Regions from separate parts of the Canis lupus genome. Here region 1 is linked to region 2. Evidence: chromatin contacts called from public Hi-C data. All regions are on one chromosome and are shown on one strand. Each heading gives the region's core, a stretch centred on a gene start, on an enhancer-like site or on the middle of the called end of the contact. The rest is flanking DNA. Distances are from core to core; before and after follow the strand shown.

The links. Hi-C and Micro-C count contacts between places; a contact is called where the count stands out from the background.
Region 1: a contact with region 2 is called in a Hi-C map of blood, with 2.7 times the contacts expected there. The contact joins the promoter of EAF1 here to the promoter of BTD in region 2. A contact is called at or near these places in 2 of 9 Hi-C or Micro-C datasets (blood and skin fibroblasts).

The regions. Positions count from the first base shown.
Region 1 is chr23:27,712,933-27,717,300 of UU_Cfam_GSD_1.0, reverse strand. EAF1 (ELL-associated factor 1) reads left to right here and starts at 1,764. Exons shown (of 6, transcript XM_038570800.1): 1 at 1,764-1,944; 2 at 3,908-4,002. The coding sequence starts at 1,842. METTL6 (tRNA N(3)-methylcytidine methyltransferase METTL6) reads right to left here and starts at 2,253. Exons shown (of 6, transcript XM_038570808.1): 1 at 2,175-2,253; 2 at 358-749. The coding sequence starts at 582.
Region 2 is chr23:27,580,421-27,584,390 of UU_Cfam_GSD_1.0, reverse strand. BTD (biotinidase) reads left to right here and starts at 2,032. Exons shown (of 6, transcript XM_038570796.1): 1 at 2,032-2,457. LOC608697 (2-hydroxyacyl-CoA lyase 1) reads right to left here and starts at 2,254. Exons shown (of 33, transcript XM_038570782.1): 1 at 2,052-2,254; 2 at 1,772-1,876. The coding sequence starts at 2,141.

The DNA.
Region 1 (4,368 bases), core at 515-3,014, 130 kb before region 2:
ATCTGCCTTCAGCTCAGGGTGTGATCCTGGAGTCCTGGGATTGAGTCCTGCATCGGGCTCCTTGCATGGAACTTGCTTCTCCTCCCTCTGCCTCTCTCTGTATTTACATGAGTAAATAAATAAAATCTTAAAAAAAAAGAAAGAAAGAAAAATCGAAAATGGCTCCTAAAGCTCTCTTTCCTACAGATTATATAACCCAGGAAATGCTAAACTGTGTTTGAGACCAAACAGTGTGTTTCCAGGGAACAAAGCATTTTGACAGGCTTCATAAATTCTCTACCCCACTGGAATGCAAGAAACACTCCTCTTCACATTTTAAATGAAAAACAACTCAAATAAGGTGCAATATTAGTTTACCTCTCTACAGGATCTGAGATCCTCAAACTCTCGGGTGGTCCAGTGTCTATCTTTGAAGAAGTTAGTACTATTTCTTTTGTAAAAAAGGTCCCAGTTCTTCTGAGCCTCTTTTTCCAGTTTCTGCTGCTTAAAATCGGACACCAAAGCTTGATCTCTTTTCAATTTCTCCTCTTCTTCAGAGCTGAGAATCCTTGCCTGCAGCCCTTTTCTTTGCAAAGAAGCCATCTCCTCAACTGACAGGCATTACTGTTAACAGTGCTGAGGACTCTCCATCCCTGAGGAACCCGAGGACTCCAAGCTGATATTGCAGACATACAGAGGCAGGGTTTTTTCGGATGCAGTTTCTCAAGATTGGATTAATCCTGATTGGATTTCTCAGGCAGCACTGAGCCCTTGTGCAGGAGAAAGGAGATTCCGTTAGTGGCTTTAGAACAGTTTTTAAGACGCTGGGTTGGTGGTTCTAGAACATTTCTGTCACCAAACAGTTCAGACGCTGACTCGACACAACCTGGCCCACTACACAAGAGGTCGGTCACAAAGACCAAGACGCAGTCCCTACCTTCAGACAGACGGCCAGGACTCTCACGCACCGAACCACAAGTCAACTATTATAAACCGCTTTGCTTTTTAAAAAAGGACAGGCCCAAGGACTGACTGAGGAACCTTAGGGAGAAGACGCTCATCGGTTTTCGGTGCCCGCGACGAGGGGCGACTTAAAACAACCATGAGAGCTTCCCGAGGTGGCGACAGGCGGTCAAGTGGGGTCACCGTCGCCCAAGGATCGGAGACTCGCTTTGGGGGAGGGGGGAGATTTGGAGCCAAGCCCGGCGGCCTGAGTCTCTGATCGCACTCCCAAGAAGCTGTCTCACGAACCAGTGGGGGCGTCGCTTTCCAGGGGCTGGGGCTCCGGCTCCTCCATTAACGCGTGAGGGAGAAGAGGCCAATGACGCGCGGGGCCGGAGCCGTCGGGCGGAGGGCGCTCGGGAGAAACCAGGCCGCCGCGGCCGCCAGGGCCTGCGGAGAGCCGGCCACGCTGGCTACCGGGCCCGTGTTCACCTAGTTCGCCGCGCTCTCGGGCTCACCGTCGTCGGTTCTTACATTCGCCTGATCGGGGAGGGCCGGACGCCCTCGGCCCTCAGCCCGGCTAGGGGAGCCGCCACGCGGGGACAAACCCGCCTCAGGCACCTCACCCGGCGGAACCCTCAGCCATGGCGCCGCCCCCGCCACTTCCGCCTCGGACGCAGAGGTCCCGCCCCGCCGCCGGAAGTCGCGCGGCCCTGCTTCCGCGCAGGCCTCCCCCGCCCGGCCCGCCCCGCCGCCGAGGAGAGGACCTGCTTCCGGCCCCGGGTGGGCGCCGGCTGGGCTCGCCGCGCGCCGCGGAGCGCGGCCCAGGGAGCGTCGGTCCCCCGGACGCTGGCGCCGGAAGCTCGGGCCGCGGCTGCGCGGGGAGAGCGCCGGTGCGGGCGCGGGGCTCGGCGAGGGCCATGAACGGGACCGCGAACCCGCTGCTGGACCGCGAGGAGCACTGCCTGCGGCTCGGGGAGAGCTTCGAGAAGCGGCCGCGGGCCTCTTTCCACACCATTCGCTGTAAGCCGGCGCTCCCCTGCGTCCCTTTCGGCCGCTGCCCCGCCTTTGCCAGCCCGACCCCTCCCTCGGCCCCCGGCCCCCGGCCCCCGAAGCCCTGGAAGCCCTGGAAGCCCTGGAAGCCCCTGCCCACGTCAGCTCCCTTCTCTTCCCCTCGATCCTCCGGGACCTCAGTCCCCCCGCCCCCACCCCTCCTTTTTCCCAGCTCGCTTCCAAACCAAACCCTCCGTCACCCCCAACGATATTCTTGTGCCTTGTGATCCCAGATACTTCTTCCGAAGGTGGTCGGCCCCCTTGCTTTTTCGTCCGCCCACTCGGCCCTTCCTTATGCGAAACTGACCCCCCCCCCTCTTTATTACGGAAAGACCGTGACCTCACGTCGGCCTCCAGGTCGCCTGTGGGCCATCCCCCTTTCCCAGGGCCCCGCCAGGGTCCTCCACGGTTAAAGGGCCCTTCCCGTCTGCTCGCGAGCCTCGTCGCCTCCCTCCCCTTCCATCCCCTTCTTCCCTGCCCTCCTCAGCCTTCTTGCCTCGTCCGTCTTTGTTCGGGCCACCCCGAGCCTGCGCTCCATCTCCTGGGCAGCCCGAGAATCCGCGTCCCCCGTGCGCTCCGTCAGCGTCTTCCCCCCTCTAGCTTTGCGTGCCTCGTCGGACCCTGCTGTCTTTTGAGGTCACCCATCCTACCCACACTTAAACCCCGTACCAAGCCCCATGTGGGCGACGAATAAAATTAGCATTGGTGAGCCTGGAGTAAGTTAAAGCTTGGTGAGCTATGTTTGGAAGCCGAGGAGGAGGCCTAAAGACCAGCCAAGTAGTCATTATGCTGGACCTTCCTTTTCTGCGTGATTACAGACTCTGTGGAGGGAGGGCACGTCCACTCCAGGCCCTGCGTGAAGTTTCGGCTGTTAGGAATGGGCTGACTGGAGCATCCCTCTGTGATTCACAAGCTCCTGGTTTCCCGTCTTGGTAGTGCTCGTGCTGGTTAAGACTTGTTTTTGTCGAAGGAGCTAATAAAAGTGACTCAACACATTGGAAGAGGGCGTGTTGGGAGAATGAAGTTCCATCTTTCCGTGGTCACTTGCCTTCCCATTACCGTGTCTCCTGCTGACAGCAGATCGGCTTTCTCAGAGGGTAGATGTGGGTGGGGAATGTGACAGGAGCATCATTTCCTGAGCAGTTTCCTTAGTTGATGGTTTAATAGGGTGAAGGGCAGTGCGGAATTTGAGAGGCTTCACATAAGCACCTGGCCTGCAGCTTGAGACCAGTGTATGTCAAAATGGAGAAAAATGACTATTCATGTTGTACTTTGGCAGCAGTTGAGAGATGTGGGCAGGATTAACCTTTGGAGGTGCAGTTCAGCCATCTGCTCTGTACTTTTACAAGAGTGTTTTTATTTTTGTTAAAGCTATAGAAGTTGAGTGTGGCAAATTCTGATTTTGAGTTTCTTTGCAAAATGAAATCAGTTTATGTGGTACTGTGGCCTTCCATGTTTCATACTGGGCTTAACAATCAGAGAATCTTTCAAAAATGCTGTGTTTGCTTTTGATCCTGTACGCAACAACCCTAATAAAACACCTTATGGATAATGGGGCGTTAATTTTCATCTGTCACTTGGGAGAAGGGAGTATCTTTGCTTAATAAAATGGTATATGAATTCTAGCTTTTTTTCTTCAAAATGATCCAGTGGGGATGGGAGGAAAATATGTGGGAGGTATAGATGAAACAAAATTGTACCTAAATTGGTAATTATTGAAGCTGGGTGACAGGACACCGAGGCTCATATTGTACTATTCTTTGCTTTTGTATATGTGGAATTTTCCACAATGAAATAGGTTTTTTTTTTAATTCTAAATTTGTATTTTGCATTTATCTGGAGTGACAAAAAAAATTAATGTTTAAATAAGAATGCCCAGGAGGCTTAGTATAAGTAACTTGGTGGATAAATGCTCTTTTGCTTTTCCCTTTAGATGACTTTAAGCCAGCATCTATAGATACTTCATGCGAAGGAGAGCTTCAGGTTGGCAAAGGAGATGAAGTCACAATTACACTGCCACATATCCCTGTAAGTTTATGCACTGTGGAATCACAGTGAATCCTCATATTCTTTTATTGCGATTTGAATTTCCTACTATTTACAAACTTCTAGATTTCTAAAGTTCCAACATAAGGAAAAAAGGAATTTTGGGGGTGGGGTAGGGTGGAATTCATGCTTCCCAAGTGCTTGAGTAAAAATGATTCTTTGCCATTTTCCCCAATCTCCCTTTTCCCCCCATTTGCTACAAAGTAGACCAGGTTCCTATCTGGATACATAGCCCCTCTTTTAGATTGGCATAGCTTTTTTTTCCCCCCCTCTGAAGAGAAAAGCCCTAGATGCCATGTTGGTTTATAGCAACAACAGTTTAGGAGTGTGGCACAGGCAAGCCAGGAG
Region 2 (3,970 bases), core at 783-3,282:
TTCATATGTGCCATTCTTTATACATATATCTACTGTAAGTTACTACACTAGATAAATTTGTTCTGTGTGTTTTGCCCTCACCTTCCAAACTGTGATCAACTTAAAGATCAAGACTAAACCTGATTCCTTCAATATATCTGCAGGTTTGGGCTTGCTTTACTAGGTGAATCACAGTGCCACTGACTCAAACTGCGAATACAGAGGAAAGAGCCAATCTGGAGGGAAAAGATAACAAATTCAAAATCAGACATGAGGGGACGCCTGGGTGGCTCAGTGGTTGAGCGTCTGCCTTTGACTCAGGGCATGATCCTGAGGTCTGGGATCGAGTCCCACATCGGGCTCCTGTGGAGAGCCTGCTTCTCCCTCTACCGGTGTCTCTTTCTCTGTCTCTCACGAATAAATAAATAAAATCTTAAAAAAAAAAAAAAAAGTCAGACATGAGTTTGAATGCCTGTAAGAGATTCCTAGCACATATTTCCCTCAGTCAGCTTGACTCTTTGCAATAAGTAAAAGGAAGACATAAGCACCAGTACCTGGAATGTACTCATTAAACGTGTGGTGTATGAGGAAGAAACCAGACATTCCGCCTCCAGAAAAACAGTAAAATATAAGTCTTATTAATCGGTCACTAGCTTCATCTTCTCAAAAAGATGACAGAATAGAATGTTGTTCCAATTAAGAAGACAGAAAGAATACAAAATGAAGATCTGATTTAAGATTTTAAAGAACTATAATCCTCAAATCTTATACTTAGGGATTGTCAGTCAATTAATAAAAAACATGGTAAGCTTCTGTATCATCCAAAAACCCCAGCCACACCAAGCACTATGGAGACAGAACAAATGAACCTGCTCTCTAGAAGCCCACATCTGATGGCAGAGGAAGGGCAGCATTTAGGGAGGTCAAGGCAACTGTCTGGGCAACAGGTGGCAAGAGCCTGAATTAGAGAGCAACGCTGAGAGTGCAAAGCAGGAATACTTGGCTTTAGATGGACTGACAGGATATGACACTGTAGAGGTAGTTTCTTGATCTTTTAAACCAGCACTGGTGATAGGAGGGCAAGGCTGGGCTGACAAAATGTCTTATTTTTCATTCTTTTGCTTCCAAATAAGGTTCTAAGAAGAGTGGCAGCATGATGTTGTGGAAGGGGCACTGGACTGGGATTGAGGACACGGGAGTTCCAATCATGGCTTTATCATTTGTGACACTGTCACCTTGCAGGGCCACCTACTATGTAACAGGCTACCTGGCCTTCACCCATTCATCTTGTAGGAACTCCCTGAGCACCTATCATGTGCTACGCAGTGGGGATACAGAGGAGTCAAGGAAAAAATAATACCTCTCCTCTCTTAGAGCTCACAGACTAATAGGGAAATCAGACCAGACAAACAACACAGAAAATCAGACACGAACAGGTAGTTATGAGAGGACAGAAGGCCTGGATTCAGACTGGGAAACTGTTCCCTCCAATTCCGACTCTCTAGACTTGGCAAAGTACAAGCAGCGCCAAGAGCTTGGCCTCCAGACTCAGAACCCCTGGGCTCAAACCCTGGCTCCGCCACTACCAACTGTCGCCTCGGGCAAATCACTTAACCTCTCACCTTCCTCCTCTGTCAGCTAGGATTAACAAGAGTTCTTGCTTCATAGGCTTGTTGTGCTTGGCATGAGTTTAGTACAGGGGCAGGGGTAACCGCGGAGCGTCTGCAACCAATACTTGTGTCATCATCAATCATTTCCAATCACGCTGCTGGCTCCCAGCGTCCAGGCTTACCGCTTGCTCATTCCTCATCCCCACATATCTGATGCCCAGCTTCTGCGCCGCAACGGCGATTTCGGTCACTGGGATGCCCACGATGCCAAACACGTACTCCACATCCTGGGGGGCAGGAACAGGGGAGTAAACGCCCGCCCTCCCCCCGCCCCCGCGGCGCCAGAAGGGAAGCCTCAGGGCGAACCTCCCGTCCCACCCCGGCGTTCTCGCCGTCCGCCGCCACCGCTCCGCCCCCTCCCGGCTTCCGTAGGAGCCTTTCGCGGCAGCAGAGTCGCCGTACTTGGGTTTTCAGGGCCTGGGCGATGACTTCAGCACCAGAAACCTTCTCCTCGCCCCCGTCGCTACGCTCGGCGAAGGCGCTCTCCGCCATCTTCCACCTCAAAAAGTTCGAGGTACTCGCGGAGGCAACAGGCAGCAGACGCGGAGCGACCCAGCCAAACTGAGGGGGCAGCCACGCGCCAATCGTGGGGCCCGGTCCTGTGACTGACAGGGGAAGGCGACCAACCGCTTGAAATAGCGGAAGGAAAAGGCGGGGCTTACGTTCGTCGGCTCGCAGGATGAGGCGGGGAGGTAAACACGCTCCTTCTCCAATCAGAGCCGTGCACTTTGCCCGGCTCCTCCATTCGCCGGGGCAGAGCGTCAGGAGGAGGCAGGCCTAGCAGTAGGCGGAGGCCTATGCCGAGCAGGTGAGACCCCGAACCTGGGGGGCCTCTCGCCTCCCCCGCCCCCGCCCCCGTCCGATTACCTTCCGGAGCCTTCGGGGCGCGCGGAGGCGAAGGGCGCATGCGCATAGTGGGGCCGCAGGAGGGCTAGGAGCACGTGCGGAAGGGGGCGTGGCGGGGTGTGCGGCCTTCGACCCCGCCGTGCTCTAGGGGCCGAGGGCCGGCTCGCAAAGGCTGCTGGGACCGGGGTGGGCTGAGCCGAGCCCCAGCGCGGTGCAGACTTGTAGGGTCGCGTCGTGGTTCTGGGCTGCTTGTGTCCTAGGCATTTGTTACGTGCTTTTTTGTTTGTACACAATTTTGTAACTTTAAAGAAGTTTCATCTGGGGGGGGCGCTCGACGGGATGAGCACTGGGCGTTATGCTCATAACGAGTGCGAGTGCAAATTGCACTCCAATAAAAAAAATAATAATAAAATTAAAAAAAAAGTTTCACAACTGTGCAGTTCGTGAAACATGGTAATGAACTGCTACGCGTTAATTAAATTCGTACATGGATGTGTCTGCGGTGTCTCTCCCAGTGGTAGAAATAAGGACACTGAATTTTACAAGCCAGAGACAGTAACTGTTCACCCCATTTCTCCGATTCCCGAACTTGTACTCTCCTCACTCTTCAGCTCTTAGGCTAGAAGGGACAGGGAAGGAACCCTTGAACCTAGTTACTTTTGCAGGACTTGAGCTCCCAACCCTGAGGTCAAGACCTGAGCTGCAGTCAACACCCAGGTACCCCTGAACGTAGTTGCTTCTGACCATTGTTTCCTCTAACTCTTACTACTGTCTCTTCCTCTCCATTCTCTGTCCATTTTTGTCTTTCCAAAATCAGGAAAGGTGGGATTTCATAATTCTTAGATTTAGGTTCTGTTGACCAGCCCCTGTAGCTGAAAATCTTTTAAAACACATTTATGAGGCGCGCTGGGGCGGCTCAAAAAAACAAAACAAAACAAAAAAAAACTTGCACTTTTGAGCAGAAAAAGATGCTTGTAATGTGCAACTTTTGTAATGTGCAAAAACTTGCACTTTTGAGCAGAAAAAGATGCTTGTAATGTGCAATGTGGCCTCTGAGTTATTAAATCTGAGTTCTTAAACTTGTTATCTCCATAACAAAGAGGGACTAAATTTTTTAGGATTTCGAGTGTTTTAAAGCAAAGAGAAAAGTAATATGTGGAAGGTAAAGAGAGAGGGGAGTGGATCATGGATAGAGAAATGAATGAAAAGTATTGGAAAGTGAAAGGATTTCTAAACCCGAGACTTTCCAACCGCAGTCCGGGGCCCTTCCAAAAGGTCTTCCTTTCAGCGTTTCAAGCCCTAACCCCCATCCCTATACAGAAGAGAATGAAATAGTTGCCTTTCTGGATGCAGAGACCTGGCCTCCATAAGGTATCCCATCAAATAGATTTCTTTGATGTCTCAGAGTTCTTTTAAACATAAATGCAGATCTTGCATTCCACTCCAAAGTATATCCATATCTAATATAAATTTTA